Linked DNA regions of Triticum aestivum: region 1 is linked to region 2. Evidence: chromatin contacts called from public Hi-C data. All regions are on one chromosome and are shown on one strand. Each heading gives the region's core, a stretch centred on a gene start, on an enhancer-like site or on the middle of the called end of the contact. The rest is flanking DNA. Distances are from core to core; before and after follow the strand shown. Region 1 has its middle 24 kb from the start of LOC123050059. Region 2 holds the start of LOC123054589 (cold-responsive protein kinase 1).

The links. A called contact is a pair of places that touch in the nucleus more often than the background predicts.
Region 1: a Hi-C map of leaf shows a contact between it and region 2, with 6 times the contacts expected there. The contact joins the enhancer-like site here to the promoter of LOC123054589 in region 2. A contact is called at or near these places in 3 of 5 Hi-C or Micro-C datasets (leaf and root) and 1 of 1 datasets of contacts at active chromatin or transcription factors (leaf).

What each region holds. Positions count from the first base shown.
Region 1 is chr2D:572,063,799-572,069,727 of IWGSC CS RefSeq v2.1, reverse strand. No RefSeq gene overlaps it. Among protein-coding and RNA genes, the nearest start is that of LOC123050059, 24 kb to the left of the region's middle. Within about 2 kb of position 1,462, at least 8 of the 8 cell types and tissues checked have an H3K27ac peak or open chromatin away from gene starts, as enhancers often do. A contact at or near this core is called in leaf and root, where this site is marked.
Region 2 is chr2D:571,928,637-571,934,358 of IWGSC CS RefSeq v2.1, reverse strand. LOC123054589 (cold-responsive protein kinase 1) reads left to right here and starts at 4,249. Exons shown (of 7, transcript XM_044478389.1): 1 at 4,249-4,654; 2 at 5,445-5,527; 3 at 5,624-5,722.

The DNA.
Region 1 (5,929 bases), core at 213-2,712, 140 kb before region 2:
GGGACGACCTTCATCCTTTCTCTTTCTTCTGCAGTTGTCGAGTTTGAGTTTTACTCAGCTTCACACCTTACAATACAGGAAAGAACTCCTTCTTTGCCTGATCCATTTTGAACTCCTTCAAAATCTTGTTAAAGTATGTGCTCTGTGAAAATCTTATCAGGCATATTGATCTATCTCTATAGATCTCGATGCCCAATATGTAAGCAGGTTTACCTAGGGCTTCCTTTGAAAAACTCTTTTCAAACAACTCTTTATGCTTTTCAGAAATTCTGCATAATTTCCAATTAACAATATGTCATCGACATATAGTATTAGAAATGCTACAGAGCTCCCACTCACTTTCTTGTAAATATAAACTTCTCGGTAAGTTTGTATAAAACCAAGAGCTTTGATCATCTCATCAAAGCGTATATTCCAACTCCGAGATGCTTGCACCAGTCCATAAATGGATCGCTGGAGCTTGCATACCTTTTTAGCATCCTTAGGATCGACAAAACCTTCCGGTTGCATCATATACAACTCTTCCTTAAGAAACCCGTTAAGGAACACTGTTTTGACATCCATCTGCCAGATTTCATAATCGTAAAATGCGGCAATTACTAACATAATTCTAACAGAGTTAAGTATCGCTACGGGTGAGAAAGTCTCATCGTAGTCAACCCCTTGAACGTAGCTCAGCTCCGCGCCATTGTTCGCAACATCACCTCCGAGACAAGCTTCTGCAACAACATTGTTGTCGGGCGGTGGCGAACGACGACTGTGCTAATGCGCGACGCTGCTGAAGATGTTGTTGTCATTTTTGTAACAAGGGTCTTGTTGCAAGAACGTAGAGAAGAGGACGAAAATGCTTTGTCATGTTGCAACGGAGGTTTTGCAACAAGTGTCTTGTTGCGGAAAATTGGGGAAGAGGTTTTGCAACATGGGCCTTGTCGCGGAAAATTGAAGAAGATGAGGTTTTACAACAAGGGTATTGTTGCAGAAAATTAGAGAAGGGGAACGGATGGTTCGCATCACACGATCGGATGGATTGCGACCCGGCCAATCTTTTACAAAGATGAGCCGACACACGCGTAACACACCTCATACATTATTACTTGAAAAAATTACGCCATATTTAAGTGATGCATCAGGGTAATATTAGCTCCAGACGCGCCACTGCTTTTACATCCTTCCATGCTCCCAAAATCTCAATCCAAAAGGAAAACGCGTTAACGTGGGAGCAGGGTCGATCGAAATCCCTTCGGTCATGTCCTAGCTAGGGCTAGAATCAGGCAACCGGCAGGCGGCAGTGGATGGATTCACTCTGACACTCCCCGTACGTGACCGGCGGCGGCGGCGGCGCGCCAGGAGGTCCCAGAGCCAGCGGCGCGCTCGTCTGGAGCGGTGCTCGTCTGCGGTGCGCACATGCGTCCCGATTGGATCCCTGGATGACGCGCGAGTCCACCACCGAACGCACGCAGCAACGTTGCGCACGCGCGCACGCGACGGCGACGCGCGCGCGGCCAGTCCCGTCGCCATCCGTCCATGGATCGGCCGTACAGCGGCCTGGCTGGCCTTTTGTCGCCGTGTCCGCGTGGCGTGGGAACGCCTGCGCCCCCAAGGTCAAGCGTCGACCGGCGACTTGTCGCCCCTCCCCAACGGCAGGGCGTTTAATTAATGGTACTACTACCTAGGCCCAGCTGACACTTTTTGAACGGACATGTTACGCAACCACCACATCTGCACATGCAAATACACACACGTAGACTGTATTTATACGGATATTCCCCGCCAAAGAAAATGCCGATATGAACCTACATATACTATATGTTTGTTTGTTTGTTCTGTTCTGACATAGTACATGCATGCATCGAACTCAAGTAGTAGTACTCCTATATGGAACACCGAGACGCTACGAGGACGGTCGCCACCGTGCTTTGTCCGCGGGCCTCCTTTGACCGCGTGTAACTGAAGCTAGCTGCTCACTTTGGTTTTCCTGTCGATGTCTATGATGATCCTGTTATCCATGTTTACTTACGTGTCTCATACTTCCATATGTACCTACCGATGACTTCATAATACACGTAGAGTGCTGCATGGTACCGAACGCGCGTTACATGCAAGGTTTTGAACTTTGAAAGATTTGCGTCTAAAACAAGTTAATCGTAAATTATAGCCTTATCATGGACGATACGGCATGGATCACCAACTTCATTGTACGGTGCGACAAACCGTGCGGGAAAGGTGTCCCTGGTGCAAAGCGCAAAACCGACCTGGGCCAACAGCCATGTGAACGACTTTTATGACTTTGGATTTCTGAGGGTCGAGTATTCAAAGTCACAATATTACTTGCTTGACGTCAAAAAGCAAAAGTCACGGCCTCACCTGTCGTGAAAACTGTTAAGAATAATTAATCCATGTGATTAGTTAGAGAAATCCCTGTTTCCCCACGAGTAGTACCGCACGGCAGTTACTTCCCAATCACGTCTGTGCAAACCAACGCCTCCCAGATGTCTCCCCAATTTGTATATAATATGCGACAATCATCAATAAAAAGAACACTCAATTTATTTTACATCTATGTTGATTCTCTCTTGTTTTCTAATTTCAACATGTTATCAGCACGACGCTCTAACTTCCTGAGCTAATAGGCCTTGATATTCTTACTTGCGAAAAGTTAAATCCTGGTGTACCGTTGCCATACTTCTTCCTCCGTTGCTTTGAATAGGGAGTCAGGTGTTTTTTCTTGGTACCTTAAATCGGGAGTGACTAGTATAGAATCTGATCTCCCAGTGCAAAAATAGAAAAATCAATCCGAGTCATTGGATAAAAGATCAATGTTACAGATTCTCGTGGAGGGGCATGTTCCCACTTGATGTGCATTTCACGAAAAAAAAACCCTACCAACAGCTGGATATAAAACATGACTTTTACAGTAACAACCTCAAGTCACTCACCCATTTCCAAATTAGCATAGCAGATAACCGTAGGATTGTGTCCTTCACTCTTTCATGCATATTTTTTTTCAGGATTGTAGGATTATGTGACACCGTTATAGTCGGTAAATGAATTTGGTTGGTTATTTGCAATGTGTGGCAAATCTTCTGAACTCATGGTTCAGATCTTTGAGTGCGTGGATTTGAGGCAGAAAATGGGTTAAACATTCCACTAATTTCCTGGCATTCTTTATGATACTTGTAATCTCCCCCTAATGCCTAGAAATATTCCGCAATGAATCAACTGACTGGCCATAAAATAACTCCCCATGTGCGGGGTTTGAGGTATTGACGAAAATTGGGTTGCCTCCCAACAAGCGCTTTTCTTTAAAGCATTTTAGCTAGGCAAAGATAATTTCGATGATGCTCACACGAAAGCGGTCTTTTGGCGGGCAACCTCCATGGAGGTGGTTATTTTTAAAAATTCAATAATGACATTTCAGAGTATCAAAAAATTCTGAAAAAAAATTATACACATTCATATGGATGTATTCTGCATGCTTATAAAGTGTGACGACGAAATACATTATGGAGAGAGCTACACAAAAAAAGAAAATCCTGCCTTTCTAATAATGAACAGTGTGTACTGTTCATCAGTTTCAGATCGCGATTTTCTCTTTTTTGTCTAGCTCTCACCATAATATATATCATCTTAAAAATTTACACACATGTAAGATACATCCATATGAACATGTATGATTTTTTTCAGAATTTTTTGGAACTTTAAAATATGTTTTTTGACTTTGTGAAAATAACCACCTCCATGGAGGTCACCCGCCATTGGCATTTTCCGGCATCATATAGCTTGTGAAAAACACATCTAAGTCTAACATATTTCCTATGCATAGGCATCTTATAGGCAAACAAATTATCAAGGCAAGCAAAAACTACCATATGCAAAGAAGAAGAAAGAAATAATAGCAATCTCAACATAACAAGAGGTAATTTAGTAACATGAAAATTTCTACAACCATATTTTCCTCTTTCATAATAATTACATGTAGGATCATAATCAAATTCAACAATATAGCTATCATATAAACTATTTTCAACATGATCCACATGCATGCAAAGTTGACACTCTTCCAAAATAGTGGGATTAACATAAAATAAAGTTATTACTTCTCCAAGCCCACCTTTATCAAAAAATCATAAGATTGATCAATCTCCAAAGTAGTAGGATCATTATTTTCTAAAGTTGACACTCTTCCAAACCCACTTTCAATATTATAGCAAACATATTCATCATGAGGCTTAAATAAATTTTCAAGATCATAACAAGCATTATCACCCGAATCATGATCATTGCAATAAGTAGCGGACATAGAAAAACTAGCATCCCCAAGTGATGAGGACATCAATACCATTGTTACACCCACAGCGCCTGCTACTATACATACTGGACCAATTACTAGAGCTCGAGCACGCCAATTAAATTACCAGGTACTTTCGTTTATTGGTAATGATTCTAATGTTCATGAGAATATGATGCTGCCTAAATTGGATACAATTGTTTTGCTTACAAATGAAGGGCCTAGCTTGGAGAAGGATGAACATTAGAGCAAGAACAAGCATGTAGATAATGGCATGTGCAAGGGAAACAAGAACGGAGTTTCAAGTGATGATTGCAGGACTTTGAAGCCACCGTAATGAGTGCACGAAGTCTTGGACGAAATATACACTATGCCACTTCACAAATTTCGTCCAGAGGCTACTATAGGTGCCGCGTCACCTTATTTTTGGGCCAGGCCCATCTAATTTCGAAATAGTCAAGTATAGGTTGTTTTTAGAGTCCGTATGTGTGGGGAAACAAGAGTTAGGGTGGTTTTCGGACCCCTCCTCCAAGGGCCACGAAATTCCCCCCTCTTCCTCCATATATACAGCCCATAGGGCATCGTTTAGACTTTGGGTTTTGTTTAGATTAAAAGTTCGCCATAGCTGCAACTTCGCGTACTTCGTTTGTGTTCAATGACCAGACCAAGACGTCACATAACCCCACCTTGATCAATAAAGCTTTCATCTTATATTCATAATATCCAGATCGCAATCTTAGTTTCTTGCTTTTTCTTCGTTTGCTTGCAGGAAATAGACCTTCGTGGTCAGGTTGATTGTGCTCCGGCGTGGTCAATAACCTCTCGGAGTTGGTTAGCGATTGCTAAGGCGCGACGTCCTCGCACGTTCGTAGTCGGATCGTCAAAGTCGACTTCCACCAAAGCGATATCCATCATCTCATCGAAAGACGGGACACCTTTGCCTCTATCAAGTGGTATCAGATTTCCAGGTTGCTCGGTGAGATTTTACATTTTTCGTAGTTTAGATCGAGTCTGTTCTTCATAACAGTCCACGAAAAAGCCACACAAAAAATTAGGGTTAGTTCATCATATCCGAACCAATCTGAGCCTTTGCATAATCTTTTTAGGGTTTTTGCTTTGTTGAATTTGCGGTTGCATCGTCGTGTCTAGTTGCTGATCTTAGCGTCTAGTCTTTTAGAGTTTCGAGTTCTGGTCATAAGTTGTCACGCCGCCGCCGCATCATCATCATCGCCCCTGCCATCTACCACCACCGCTTATCCGCCACCGATCCGTATCCATATACCACCACCAATCCATATCCATATACCACCACCGATCTGTATCCATATACCACCACCGCTACCACCATCGCTGCCATATACCACCACCGCTGCCATATCCTACCACCAATCCGAGTTCCTTTCATATTAGGTTTGTTTTCGAGATCCATCTAATTTCCGATTCGTGTTTCCTTGCCTGAGTAGGTTTCGAAAAAAAAGTCTGGAGACCCCCGGGCAGTTTTTAGGCCAAAATTTCGGCGACCGAAAATATTTTTTCCCTATCCTATTTTTAGGCTTTTCTGAGTCTTTTGAGCCACGTGCCATCATAGTGATTTTTCGCCGCACTTTTTCGTCGTCGGTGCCCTTATTTCCAAAAAAGTAA
Region 2 (5,722 bases), core at 3,000-5,499:
ATTGCCTTGGCAAAGGAATCCAGATTTCACAAGAGAACCAAGCACATCAAGAGACGCTTCAACGGATCTGAATGTTGCAGACCCGTTGACTAAGCCTCTTCCACGAGCAAAACATGATCAGCACCAAGGCTCCATGGGTGTTAGAATCATTACTGTGTAATCTAGATTATTGACTCTAGTGCAAGTGGGAGACTGAAGGAAATATGCCCTAGAGGCAATAATAAAGTTATTATTTATTTCCTTATATATCATGATAAATGTTTGTTATTCATGCTAGAATTGTATTAACCGGAAACATGATACATGTGTGAATACATAGACAAACAGAGTGTCACTAGTATGCCTCTACTTGACTAGCTCGTTAGTCAAAGATGGTTATGTTTCCTAGCCATAGACATGAGTTGTCATTTGATTAACGGGATCACATCATTAGGAGAATGATGTGATTGACTTGACCCATTCCGTTAGCTTAGCACTTGATCGTTTAGTATGTTGCTATTGCTTTCTTCATGACTTATACATGTTCCTATGACTATGAGATTATGCAACTCCCGTTTACTGGAGGAACACTTTGTGTGCTACCAAACGTCACAACGTAACTGGGTGATTATAAAGGTGCTCTACAGGTGTCTCCGAAGGTACTTGTTGAGTTGGCGTATTTCGAGATTAGGATTTGTCACTCTGATTGTCGGAGAGGTATCTCTGGGCCAGTCGTTAATACACATCACTACAAGCCTTGCAAGCATTCTAACTAATGAGTTAGTTGCGGAATGATGTATTACGGAACGAGTAAAGAGACTTGCCGGTAACGAGATTGAACTAGGTATTGAGATACCCACGATCGAACCTCGGGCAAATAACATACCGATGACAAAGGGAACAACGTATGTTGTTATGCGGTTTGACCGATAAAGATCTTCGTAGAATATGTGGGAACCAATATGAGCATCCAGGTTCCGCTATTGGTTATTGACCGGAGACGTGTCTCGGTCATGTCTACATAGTTCTCGAACCCATAGGGTCCGCACGCTTAAGTTCGGTGACGATCGGTATTATGAGTTTTTGTGTTTTGATGTACCGAAGGTAGTTCGGAGTCCCGGATATGATCACGGACATGACGAGGAGTCTCGAAATGGTCGAGACGTAAAGATCGATATATTGGACGACTATGTTTGGATACCGAAAAGGTTCCGGAAGGTTTCGGACATATACCGGAGTACCGGGGGGTTACCGGAACCCCCCGGGAGTTAATTGGGCCTCATGGGCCTTAGTGGGAGAAGAGGAGGGGCGGCCTGGGCAGCCGCGCGCCCCCTCCCCCTCTAGTCCGAATTGGACAAGGAGGGGGGGGCGGCGCCCCCCTTTTTCCTTCTCCTCCTTTCTCCCTTCCTTCCCTTGTCCTACTCCAACAAGGAAAGGAGGAGTCCTACTCCTGGTGGGAGTAGGACTCCCCCCTTGGCACGCCCTCCTTGGCCGTCCGCCTCTCCCCCCTTGCTCCTTTATATACGGGGGCAGGGGGCACCTCTAGACACAACAATTGATCATTGATCTTTTAGCCGTGTGCGGTGCCCCCCTCCACCATAATCCACCTCGGTCATATCGTAGCGGTGCTTAGGCGAAGCCCTGCGTCGGTAGCATCATCATTACCGTCATCATGCCGTTGTGCTGACGGAACTCTCCCTCGAAGCTCTGCTGGATCGGAGTTCGTGGGACATCATCGAGCTAAACGTGTGCTGAACTCGGAGGTGTCGTGCGTTCGGTACTTGGATCGGTCGGATCGTGAAGACGTACGACTACATCAACCGCGTTGTTCTAACGCTTGCATCACCATGATCTTGCATGTGCGTAGGATTTTTTTTGAAATTACTACGTTCCCCAAGACCTCCCGCGTTAGCCAAAACGCCGACACAAGCAGCGTTGGTTGCTCCTCCGCCATGGCGTCATTGAAGTCGGCATATCGTCCTTGCACACCTCCAGCAAGCTAGCTAGCCTGTAATCGTTGCGCACGACGGGCTTGCCAGCAGGACTCAAGGCCGGCCATCTCCTACTTATGCTTTGTCGAGAGGTTCTCCCACATCGCTCTAGAGTTGGCGGTCACGGCGAACGTGGTGCGAAGGGGGTCATGTCTGGCGAGGATGTAACGGTTAAATAGTGAGTGTCGGGAACATCAAGCGATGGGCCGTGTCAATGCAAGCGCCAGAGTGGATTCCTCGGCTGCCATGCCTGTTTAATGTTGGCTGGTGAACGGATGAGAGTTGGTTTGAATGCGGTACACAGCCGTCCAATCCCATTCAATCAAGCGTCTTCGGAATTGGAACGAGCGTGGAGACCCGGCAGTGCTCTTGGTCGGCGTGCCGATTCAATACCGGCTCCAATGAGAGGTTTGCGTCACTCTGGGCCAATATGAGTGTGGTGCTGGCGCTCTGGAGTAGCACTGGCGGGCTTGAATGCGCGGCAACCACTTTGCCATGAAGAGGGCATGGGCGTGTGAGAGGTTTTTGGGTGGGTCCAGGTTGTTGGTCGTGTATGATAGCAGTCGAGACGCTCGCAAAGCCTCCCCTGGTTTTGCATAAAGTGTGTGGGATTTCAGATATCCGAACTAGTCTGCGGACAATGAAATACCTAGTTAGATGGAAAATTGTGTCTGACAAGTACGTTCGGACGTATGCGGGAGTTCTGAGGGTCCATGTTGAAGATCGCCTAACGACATTTTCAATGTGGACCCTCACACCTCCCCATCCGTCTAGACCATGTGGTACATATGTGTTTTATCATTCAACACGGTACCGCATTCATCCGCGGAGCGGTCTAGATGTCCTTTTTCTAAACTGGGGCTTTGCGGGCATCAGACACGTACACGTCCTTTGTCACGTACAACCCGCTGAGCCAATGCACTCCCTTTTTTGCATGATAATACATGTCTCATTTATATCATAAGTATCATAGTACAAGCCATGTAGACACCAACCTAGTAAAACTGAACAAATAGCAGAACGCTAGCCTTTACACAAAGGAACATCAACCAAGAAGTAAAATTACAACAAGACCGAAGAAACCTCTAGGCTTGACACCAACGCCCGTCACCTGCCTGTATCACCACCACCGCACCCATCAAAGTAAAAAAATATGACGTATCACCTTCACACCCGAGCTCGATGCGGCTCCATCGTTGATTTGCAGCTTTGCGGAACTTCAAGGTGGCTCGCCAAAGGCAAAATCACTACCGTTGAACGAATCAGACCAGGGCAACACCCCGGACACGCCATTGAACTTCAGATCTGACACCCTCACATGACTAAGGATTCGGAGAGGAAACCATATATGTCATCCACGTACCACGAACCCAGCATACGATCCACCACCTTCCAGATGCCACCGATGCAGACCACAGTCTACATCCGCTCCCGGACTAGCTCGCAAACTCCGCGCCGGCGCCGGAGCAGACGGCGTCGCAACGGCAGAGCCTGAGGACACAAGTCCACCACAAGGATGCGACCACCACCGCACCATCTTTGCTTGAACAGACTGGATTCCAGACCCTTCCTCAATCATAGGACACATCGCCTCGTCAGAGTAGGATCTGAAGAAATTTTATCCAGCGCAGCCATCACCGCAGTCGAAGCCAAGACGATGAATATGCTAAAAACTAAAGTTGTTTTAGCCTAAAACTATCCACACGCCTGTATCCGGCGACCCTCCTTACCACCGCTCACCGGCCGAGGTCGTCAGCGCAGGGGAGCCGCCGAAGGACGGCGCTGGAAGGCTGGCTCTCCTTGCGGCGCGGCGCTAGGGTTCTAGTCGCCCTAGACGAAAGGAAAAGACGTCCGTGGATAAGATCCGCTCCCTACGACGCGCAGGTACAGTGCCCGACCGCCCGTACCGTAGGTCCGTGGCGTGGACGACATGTTTTCGCCGTCGCCGTGCGTGCTCAAGTCTCGGCTACAGCACACAGTACCCCGATCCCATCGCCTCACAGAAACGCGCCACATCGGCGGCAGGGCGAGGGCGAGGGACCCACCCTCCGGCGAAGTGGACGTGGGGGCAACGCCAACGGGCGCCGCTGAGTGCTGACCGGGAGGGAGGGAGCCGGTCGCGGCTGCTTCCGCGTTGCTCCCCACGAGGCCCAGCCGAACGCGCACGCGGGAAAAAACCGTCGCGCCCCTCCCTCCAACCCAACGATATTTTAAGCAACTCGATCCACACCTCCTCTCTCGTTCTTCCTGGTCGCAACCGCCAAACTCACAAAGCAAAAGGAGACACGAATAAACAAACTGCCCATTTTTTCCGGCTAAAATACAACGAGGGCAGGAGACTTGAACGCACGCAGAGGCTGGGGGTGGGGTGAGGTGAGGTGAGCGGCAGCAGCAGGAGTAGGAAGAAGAGGAACGGGAGGGAGGAGAAAGTCAAAGCCTCGTGCCGTGGTGCTCCCGAGATCCTTCTCACCGCCTTCTTCCTCTTCATATCCTTCTCCGCCTACTCCTCCCCCTCCACCCTCCCCCTCCTCTGCTCTTAACCGCCGCCTTGTACGCCACCGCCTCCTCTCGCCTTGCCTCGTCCTCACCCACTGCTCGGCGCCGTCGTCGTTGTTTATCACCGGGAGGGAGCCAGGCTCGATCGATCAATCCTCCTCGGCGCCGCTATCTATCTTATCTGCAAGGTGATTCTTGCGCTCTCGCGCTGTCTTCTTCCTTCCAGCTCCGGACTCTGTTTCTTTTGGGGTTTGATGGGTTTGGTTCGGTGGATTGGCCGTCTTTGAGACGCCGTCTTAGATCGGGATTCATCTCATGGCCGTCTTTGCTTCTTTCTTAGATCTTTAGGGGAGAACGGGGACAAGTTTTCATGGCTCTTGAGTCCAAATCCAACTTATTTTGGGTGCAATTCGCCATATATAACAATCAATTTCCTTTGCTCTGTGTCCAAATCCAGCTTCATTTCCGAATGGGTTGGCTGATTAGGATATATTTCTGATCTTCAACGGGGATTAGCTGGTCCAGCGGTTGTGTTAGGTGCCTGTTTCTTTCAAAGAGATAGGGCCAAGTTTACTTGCGACCATCAAGAGGAATGTTTCATTTCTTTAAAATGATCAGCAAATGGGAGGGATGGCTTCTCTACTAAACTAAAGCCTTGGTCTGCTTCAAATTTTCCGTATTATCTTGCCCGTGCCATACGGGATAATCATAACCTAGTGGCTAGGTAGTTAAACAAAACGGTAGTTCAGCTTCAGCTTTCTCTTATAGAATTTGGATTCCAATAATTAAAAGCAAAACTGTTGTTCAATTTGTCTTTTAAAATTTGTGTCTTGCTGTTCACACCAATAATTGATACTTGGGTCAGCGATCACTAAGTTAGTGTGTTGCTTATAGGCCTCTGTTTTGGATTCATCTATTGTTGCATTGCAGGTATGTAGTAATTCATATCTGACAGCCTGCTACATATATTTCTTGCAGAAATTCCTTCTAGTTTGTTGTCAACATGGATTGCTGCTTTATGTTCGGACGGAGATCTCAACATGCTGTTGAAGGCGATGAGGGTAAGCATCTTTTGCACATATTTGCCTGGTCCCTTCCATGCTCAAACAATTCTCCGTTCTTATACCCTTTCTTCTCTTGTTGTTTCTTTGTATCAGGTGAACATAGTGTGAGGGTCTTTTCTTACAACGAGTTGAGAAAGGCAACTCAAGACTTCAGTGGGGCAAACAAGATTGGAGAGGGTGGTTTTGGTTCCG